2 separate regions of the Zea mays genome follow, and region 1 is linked to region 2. A link is a contact called in public Hi-C data. All regions are on one chromosome and are shown on one strand. The core of a region is the stretch at or near the end of the contact, and the rest is flanking DNA. Distances in the headings are between cores, read along the strand shown. Region 1 holds the start of LOC100382571. Region 2 holds the start of LOC100383277.

What was found. Hi-C and Micro-C count contacts between places; a contact is called where the count stands out from the background.
Region 1: a contact with region 2 is called in a Hi-C map of tassel, with 2.3 times the contacts expected there. The contact joins the promoter of LOC100382571 here to the promoter of LOC100383277 in region 2. A contact is called at or near these places in 2 of 25 Hi-C or Micro-C datasets (leaf and tassel).

What each region holds. Positions count from the first base shown.
Region 1 is chr2:231,530,571-231,535,559 of Zm-B73-REFERENCE-NAM-5.0, forward strand. LOC100382571 reads left to right here and starts at 1,538. Exons shown (of 10, transcript NM_001175303.1): 1 at 1,538-1,924; 2 at 2,081-2,221; 3 at 3,757-3,869; 4 at 4,234-4,313. The coding sequence starts at 1,658. It overlaps LOC103648057 (a long non-coding RNA gene), which reads right to left and starts at 1,447. Exons shown (of 2, transcript XR_002267445.2): 1 at 967-1,447; 2 at 121-833. It overlaps LOC103648058 (a long non-coding RNA gene), which reads right to left and starts at 3,723. Exons shown (of 2, transcript XR_563212.3): 1 at 3,272-3,723; 2 at 2,791-3,153.
Region 2 is chr2:231,383,295-231,387,784 of Zm-B73-REFERENCE-NAM-5.0, forward strand. LOC100383277 reads left to right here and starts at 2,308. Exons shown (of 2, transcript NM_001361984.1): 1 at 2,308-2,681. The coding sequence starts at 2,443. It overlaps LOC100274646, which reads left to right. Exons shown (of 2, transcript XM_008672558.4): 2 at 1-54.

The DNA.
Region 1 (4,989 bases), core at 288-2,787, 150 kb after region 2:
GCCAGGTTACATGAGACCATTGACTGAAAACAACTAACTGGTTAGAAGTAGTTCCCAGAATCTGAACTGGAAAACAGTTCTGGCATGGAGTTCCTAGAAACAGTTCCCAGAATCTGAACATTACCATAACGCACTGATACATTAACTGAACACATTGATACATTAACTGAAAACAACTAACTACATAGATAGTCTTGAATACATAGATAGTCTTACATAAACACAACCACATCACAGAGAGATGTTACAAGTACATAGTCTTGACATCACAAAAGTCTTCATATCTGGTTAGAAGTTCATCTCATGACACAAACTGGTTACAAGTTCATCTCATGACCACAAAAGATAGAACCACAGAAGAAACATACTAGTAGTCTTGGCAACTTAAACAGTACGATCATAAATCTGGTCGTAGTCGTAGCCCATAATACGACAATGCTCGAACAAAGAGACAACCACTTTGTTCTCCTCCCACTTCATGTCTTAAAAAACCATTTCCCACAGCTCCGGATCTTCTGACACATATCCATCCACTTGGTCCTCAACATGAGAAGGGTTAGAGTGGTCTTCAACATCTGAAGGGGATGATCAAGGTCCCAACCAGGACATTTGTTGTCCAGATCTTCTTCACACACATTTGAAGTCTTCTCGAGACTCTTTCACACTTCCTTCAAATGGCCAGCAAGTTTTACAACCTTACCCCCTTCAACTCCTGGGATGCTACAACACAGCCTATTAATGGTATGTAAAAGTGAAGATTGCCTCCTCATCTCTTGAATGACATATCGGAGTAAGTTCTTGATGCTAACGTGATACTTCAAATCAACATGTTCCTGTACATATTAAACTAGTTGTTGGTCAAGTGGATGACTAAGTTACCATGCTTGTGAAGAACTAACCCTAATTTGAATGAACAGCAGCCCTAAACCCTATGCAGCAAAATAAGAGAGAAAGAAAATCAGTCACCAATGATTCCACCATGGAGTCATCTTCAACAAATCTTCTATACTTCACAGCAGAGACGACAAGTTGAACCTTATCGGCTGCAATAGTGGCAGATTCAACAGCCGCACGTGCCTCCTTCTCAGCAACCAACGCCGCACATCTGGCCTCCGCAGCTGCAACAACCGCAGCACGAGTAGCATCAACAGCTTCTGCAACAGCGACGACCGGAGCAGTTCAATCCATCTCTGGGATTTGAGTGAGGCACCTAGGGTGCCGCGGTTAGGGTTGCGCAGCAAGAGGAAAGAACGGCGGCGGCTAGGGTGCGTGTCTGGTAGCGAGAATAGGGAGAAGGGTAATAGATGTAGAGACGACGTGAGTATCATTAGTTTAATCCTCGATGTTACCTGATAATAGAGTAGTCATGTCTATTTTAGAGTGTGAGTTGTCCTATAGTTTTTTATAACGGAGAATCTCTCTCCTAATCCTCCAATTCGTCGAAGCCGGACTTGCAAATTTCTCCCGGTTCGTCGGGTGCTGTCCGTCCCTTTGTCGGTGGTCGTTGTTCCCAACCAAAATTTCCACCCCTTCGTCAGCCCCTTGACCACCGTTCCAACCCTCTCCCATCGCGTCGCCTCGAAGGAAGCGCGGCTGATCCTGCTCCAAGCCTCCAACCCTAGCTTCCCCGCTCCCCACCTTCCTCCGTCCGGGGCTCATGGCGGAGATCGAGGTGGTATCCGAAGGCGGCAGGCGGGACGAGGACGAGGAGCGGCGGCGGCAGCAGCAGCAAGGCGCGGGGGAGCCGGACCCCGTGGTGGACGTGTACTCTGCGGCGGCGTATGGGGACCTGGAGCGGCTCCGCGGTTTCGTGGAGCAGGGGGGAGCCGCCACCGCGCTCAGGGAGCCCGACGGCAACGGCTACCACGCGCTCCAGTGGGCCGCGCTCAACAACTACCCCCACGTCGCGCTCTACATCGTCGAGGTCGGGCTCGGACTCGGCTTCCCCCCACCCCGCGCCTCAGCCTCCGTCCATGCCGCTATCCTGCTTCCTCGCTGCTTCGAATCGGCGCTTATTCATTCCAGCATCTCGTGCTCACCTTATAGCTTCGCTGATGATGGGATTGCTCGGTTTCCGCAGCACGGTGGCGACGTTAATGCGACGGACCACGCGCGGCAGACGGCGCTGCACTGGGCGGCCGTGCGTGGGTCCACTTCCGTGGCTGACGTGCTGATGGAGCACGGAGCGAGGGTCGAGGCCGCCGACGTCAATGGCTTCCGGGTAATGCGGCACCCTTGTCTTTCTTGATTTACAAATCGAATTTTAATTTTGTTGTCCCTGTGTTTGTGTTGGGTTTGGGGGCTGATTTGTTCAAGGCCTTAGGTGCCGAGGCCAAACTTTGGTCAATATCTGACCATTAGCTAAACAATAAATTACTTATATATAACTTAGGCATGGTCAAATAAACTATGTAGATGAAAATTTTGTTGTATAGTGTAACTTTAATTTGAAATCAAGCTTGGTCAAATCGTGGCCTATTGGCCTTGAACCAATCAGCCCCTTAGTATCTGATTGGTGAGGCTACCATGGTCGTTTTGCGATAGCCTGCGGGGATGGGTTTTAGAGGTTTACCACGTTTGTTTGACCATTAAAAAAATGCAGGATTGCGTTGATTGTCTGGTTTTGCCGAATCAGGTGTACGGTCACTGTGTTTCACCATTGATGACAATCTAGAAAATCCAGTAGAAAAAATACATGAGTACTCGTTGGTCCCAACTTCCAACTAAGCATTCTCTCATGAAGTAGCAGCCTGCCATTTTGTTTAATAATAAATCATTTGCAACAGAACCAATTGCAGATTAATTTTTCTGTTTGTGCTGAAAGGGAAGAAAATGGACTGAATAGAAAAATAATAAATATATGCTATTACAGAATACAGTTTTACAGCACATCATTCGGAATTTTGCTTTTAGGTTGGATAGCTCATCTTTGGAGCACCTTTTCAGCCATTGTTATTAAGGCATCACTTAAGCGGTGCTTAAGCGCCAGAGCGGTCGAAGGTCACCTCAGGGGTTAGGTGATGCCTCGTCGCCTTATTCGCATGCCTATGCCCCCTAGATTCCGCTGTCTCCTCATCGATTCTGCTGGTGGCCTGCTTGATTTTTCTTCTGCTGGCTAGATCTCTTCCATCTCCCACTCATGAATTGCTTGATCTGGAAGGGGACGGCTTCGTCTGTCAATTTGAGAGCACTGACCAGAGAGGAAGGGGAAGCAGAGGGGCGGAGGGAAGAGCAGACCAGCACATCCGGAGAGGGAAGCAGAGCAGCGCACCTGGAGAGGAGCGGAGGGAAGCAGAGCAGGCACTTGGGTGGAGGCGGAATAGCAGTGGAGAACGCGTGAGAGAAGAAGCGGCGACACTGAAGGGGGTCGGGATTTGGAGTTTAACAAAGCCACACCAGGTGGGGGAGGAGGCGAGGAGCACATGAGCTGCCTGGTGGGCTGGGCCAGCCCACTTCTTACCAGGCCCCTTTCTTTTTCTTTTTTCCTTTTCTTTTTTGTTCACCTACTGCTCTATGCTGCTGTTTTTAGTTTTTTATTAATTTAGGTGTTGATTCGCCTCACGCTTTAGTCACTTAAGCGCAAGGCGGTAGTTAGTCGCCACACCTTGACTTGCTGCCTCTATAACCATGTTTTCAGCTTTCCTTTATTGCTGGTGAAAAAGATTATATGTTCAGTTCCTAACCACAGGCAAATCATCTATATGGTTGAAGCGGAATCTTCTGTTTGACTGTTCCCTGCTTTGATTATTCTGTCAGGCAGTCCACGTTGCATCTCAGTATGGCCAAACAGCATTCTTGCATCACATCATCTCAAAGTACGGTGCAGATTTTGATGCTTTGGACATTGATGGGAGGAGCGCTTTGCACTGGTACATGATTATTGATTGATCCTCTACTTTTCGAATGCATGTTTTCCCAGGTTCTGGTATCAATGTCACCCTGAAAATGCAGCATACAGTTTAATAGGATTTTCTATATTCTTTTCAAATCGTGTCTCAAATTGTTCTCACGGTAATGGATTCACTCAGAAATTGTCTTTGTGCTGTTGTGCATGTGTGTGATATAGTGCTGTGCACTCAGTTGTATGATTGAAGGACTGGAACCACAGTCCTGAAGAGTCAGTTAATTTACTGTCTACCAAACTTCTGTGTTGAGACTTCCACTCATTGGATACTTTTATCTACATGTCCATGTTTGATGTAATGTAACCTTATATATTCTATAACATTACAGGGCTGCCTACAAAGGAAATGCAGATACAATCAGATTACTGCTATTTATGGATGCTAATCAAGTAAGGCAAGACAAAAATGGTACCTGTCTCTTCTCTGTGGTATTTAATTATATCTTTTGGCTACTTCATACGCCTCTTCTTTTCCACAATTTTTCTTATTCTATGAACAATAAGAACGGTATATTTGGCAAGGTTCAGTGATTGTCAGAATATTTTTAAGAACATCTACTTTTTTATTTGTGTGTGGTATGCTCCCAACAACAACAACAACAACAACAACAACAAAGCCTTTTTGTCCCAAGCACGTTGGGGTAGGCTAGAGATGAAACCCCGTATGAAAACCTCAGAGCTCAACCCCCAAAGAACAGAAAAGGGAAACAAAGGCAAAGGAGAACCGAAAACAACGAAACGGGGAAACACATAAAAGAGATAAAACCCACAAGGACCAGCAAGATCTAAAATGGACACAAGAAAAGGTCAAACGATTAAGGAGGAAAAGCGAAACTATCAATCAGGGTTCTGGCACGTGAATTGCACACTTCCACCCCTTCCTATCTGCGGCGAGCTCTTTGTCAATATTCCACTCCTTCAGGTCTCTCTTCACAGCCTCTGTCCACGTCAAAGTTGGTCGACCTCTACCTCTCTTCACATTTTCGGGACGCCTAATTATTCCGATATGCACTGGTGCCTCTTCAGGTCTTCGTTGGATATGTCCAAACCATCTCAAGCGATGTTGCATAAGCTTCTCCTCAATT
Region 2 (4,490 bases), core at 1,058-3,557:
TCTGCCTGCCTGTGTGGTGCAAGTTCTGAAATAAAAGAATCTGTTTTGTTTCGATCTGCTAGTAGCGCTGTATGCTCTATGTCCAGTAGACAGTAGTGTATCTGTATTGAGACGCGGCGGTGTGTATGCTTTCTCCTACAGGATTAGGTGGTCACGACACGAGATGTCCAGAAGCAAACACGCTCGCTCTCGGTCATTTATATATATATCATATTAAAAAAAAGGTAACAATTGCTATGTAAGCAGTTCTTCTTTGCAAGCGCAAGCAAACTATCTGATCTATTAGATCATGATCCAACCATAAGTCACATTTAACACTTAAATCATTCTACCATCAGCTTAATATTCTTTATAAAAAAACTCCTAATAAACTATGATTGTATATTTGTATCTGTGATTGGATCATAATTTAATAAATCAGATAATTTGCTTGCACGCTTACAAAGAATGACTGCTTGCATAGCAATAGTTGCCATTAAAAAAACTCATGAGAGATATACCTCGGGCGCCGCGCGCCGTGCCGAGTAGATCAGTGGATCGGGCAGGGCTGGCGACATCTTTATCCATACAGGTTGGCGGTGACGGTTCTGCCCTCAGGTGACGCCGGCTATTCAGGGGATATTTTGGCGGCCAGTGGACAGAAGGAAGGGTTAGTCTAGACTCTTTGACTTCTGGTCCTGGCGGCTCGGCCCTTGCTTCGTAGATGAGCTTATCCGACAGATGGGCTATTATGTTTCTATAAAACTAATACTTATATCTAAGGCACCAAAATAATATGCTAAAAACTCCTATATCATAATGATATTCTTATAAGCGGAAGCTATATATACCTTTAATATTTTAGAAGGAATACAAGGAAAAAAAGGCAAATTATATTCTTATAAGTGGAAGCTACATATTAAAAAAATGTACCAGTATCTTTTTGGATGGAGTATGCTACTAGCGCAGCTGTGCTTGCCGTGACGAGAGATATGGGAGCATGTGCATATACGATAGTACCTCCGTTTACAAATATATGACATCGTTGAATTTTTATTTTTTTTTAAAAAATTTAACCACTCGTCTTATTCAAAATATTTATTAAAAATATAAAATTTTAAGTTAAGCACAAACTACCTTAAGTGATAAAAAAATCTCAAAAAATAAATGATAACTCATTATTAGAGAGGGAAATAATTGAAAAAGACCCATCCTAAATGGAGTCCTTAATGAGGACGTAGGTTCTTTCGAGACGAACCTCAGAAAATAAATTGCCTGTGTTCTTTGTGTTGATTTTTTATTGTGATTTGTTTCTTCCTTCCCCTATCTCTAGTTCTCTTACTTGCGCTTGATCCTATACCATTTAAGTTGTTTTTAAAGTAATTCCACAATCATTTGAGCAACTCTAGCATGAAGAACAACTCCCGTCCCCTTCCGATTGATTTAGGGCGTGTTCGGCAGGCTGCAAGCCGACACTGTTGCAGCTGTTTGGACTGCTGCAGCTGCAATCCATAGAGAGAAAAATACTGTAGAAGCCGCAGCCGCAGCCGGATTGCAGCCGCAGCAAGCCGCAGCGAACAAGCTGTTAATTCTCGTTCTAACACCTAACCGGGGTTTGAGTTTATGTTTAAGATTATAAATTTTATCTATTCAAGTCCCCTCTATACGACTTTTAATAGTAAGGACGTAAGACCAATGTACAAGAAGTAAACCACTTTCAGGTGCGCGCTAGTGGGACATGTGGCATGAAATGACACCGTGCATCGAGTCATTGAAAGGCAAGTTGATCGTTGATTCTCGATCGGGCAGAGGAGAACAAAAATGGTGATGCATGTGGACAGCTCGAGAGAGCAGTTTTGTTCCCACATTAAGATAAAAATTAAAATGCGAAGTTATTAAGAAAAAAGTTGAATAAAAGCAATTTCTTTCATAAACAGATAAAATTATCACTTATATATATATATATATTCCAATTTCTAAAAAGGAGTATTGTTGGGTGTGCAGTGCGCTGCCAAGTGCCACCGGCCGTTGTACTCGGCAGTCCCCCACTGGCCACTACCCAGCGCTTGACGTTGACGACAGCTTCTTCCCTGCGAAGCGAAGGAAACCGACGGTGCACCGTTGGATCGGAGGATCCAGTTTCTGGTCCACCGGCCCCACCTGGCGCTCTCCCTCGCCTCCAGGGACCCACCCTTCGCCTCCGCGGGAGATATTTTCGCCAGCCCCGCGTGGCAGGTCTCGTAAATAACCCGCAACCACGCCCCTTTTCTCCGGCTTGTTCCGCGCCAATAAAAGCCAGGCGCACAAATATCTCCCCGCCCTCCTACTTGCAGAATCTCCATTTCCCCCCGCACCAAACCAGCCAAACCACTGGCGCACGCCGAGGAGAGAGAAAGGGGGTGTGCGGGGCGGCGACCGGCCTCCGACGACGCGGGGCGTCGCGGCGTCGTGGCGGTGAAGCGGATGAGGCTGTGGGAGGAGGAGGACGATGACGAGGACGAGGAGGGGATGGAAGTGGACGGGGAGGCGGAAGATGAGCCGGGGTGGCCGTGTGGGGCGCCGGAGGCGGGGCCCGGCGAAACGAGGCCGGCAGCGATCCTCGTGGCGGACGCGGCGGAGGTCGACTTCCCCGTCATCTACGTCAACGCCGCCTTCGAGGCCGCCACGGGGTACCGCGCGCACGAGGTGCTCGGGCGGAACTGGTCAGTGACCTCGGCCTCCGCTCTGTTTTTCTGTGCTTGGGGATTGGCAATCCGGGATGCTGTGGAATGCCGCTCGCTCGGCGCCTCGTTCGGGAGCGGGAGCTGGAACCTCGAGTCGCCGCTGCTCGTTGCGGCAGGATTTTTAGCGTTTTCTTTCCTTTTATTTAAACCGTGGTACGGTGTCCGTTCCGTGCAGTCATCTCTAGATTTCAGGATCCGCATAGTAAAGCTACATCCCATCGCACGTTCGCATTAGGTTCTCAATCTTCTGACCAAATGGCGTGCGTGTTCACGATGCTTGCGGGCAAAAGCCAGAAATAAGCAGAGCGGGTGCTTGCTTTCTTGCTACGGATTCTAGTATGCGGTCGTGGCTTTTGATTGGACGGTTCTGTGAGCCACGGATTTTGTGATGCTTTAGTCAAAGCATGGCCTCCCGTACCATAATATTTTTAGACTGCGGGTATCAATTTGAGTGATTCTTAGGTGTCGATCTGGTGCGCAGCCTGCCTTTGAGCAGCGGTCAATGGTGCCAGTAGTGAAATCATTCGACGGACCACTGCCCATGCTGTTATAAGAGTAATCGCACGGGCGACATGATTTGGTAAAGTTAACAAAAATATTTATTGTGCATATGCACAAAAAAAAACGCATAGACAGGGTCTCCTGAGATAAGATTTAGTTTTGGTTTGTTCATGTTGTAGGTAAATTTATTGAATGAGAATTGTAAGTAATAGGTTTGGATCACGAGTAGCATTGCCAGCGAAAGTGCCTCTAGTCTAATGGTTAAGCCTTATGAGTAGCATCTTCAGGTCCTAGTTTCGATCTCCCTCGAGACGAATTTTGGGCTTGGTTAAAAAATTCCCTCCATGTGACCCGCTCTCTCTTAGAGATCGATATCCTGCGCGCCACCTTCTGTCTAGGCCATTGTAGAGTGGACAATTTATCAGCTCGTTAGTGATGGGGCCATCCCTGTCACCTTGTGCCTCGCTCTCTCTCGGAGATCGATATCCTGCGCGTCACCCTCTGGCTAGGCCGTTATAGAGTGGACGGTTGATCGGCCCGTTAGTGATGAGGCCAAGGTTCGAGGTTTTTCTCGGCTGGGACTATGTTTTGGTCTCTTAATATAATACCGGTAGAACGGTCTCTCCTCACCCCCAATTTTTTACGCAGTAGCATTGCTTGGCATGTTGATGATTACCTATGAGATATTTTGCTTGATACTTAATGATGCACTTCTATAGATATTTTGCTTGATACTTAGGTTGCACTTCTAAAGTTGTCCACTTGCACATAGAGAAAGGAATTATTCAAGAATAATACCTAGAATTTATGGGTGTACCAAAAAATATTTGCTGGCCATGACAAACTGGGTGAGCACCCGAGCTGGTGGTTGACTAGAACTCGAAGACTGGTGGTAAAATTCTGTTCTCTGAAATTGGATGTTAGTGAAAGATTAGGAAATCATCGGCAGTTTACTTCATATCATTATGCTGAGTAGAAGCTAGGTGATCATTGGATCCAGTATATGAAGTTTGTAGGCATTAGAGCAAGTATAATAGCAGGCTACGAGAAGTCTAAATGCTGAGTTGGAGGAGAGAGAAGAGGATAATCTGGCTGTAAACTTACAGCCAGCTGAAACATAAGAGAACCAAAAAGCTTGTGAGAGAGATAAGTAGGCCAAACATTTTAATAATGAAGAGCCAACTATTATACAAACGGGCTAAAAGGTCAGTCCTTGCAGCAGCCAGCAACCGGCTACATTATTAGCCTTGTTCTTAGATGTATCTAAGAATTTCAGTAACAGTTGTG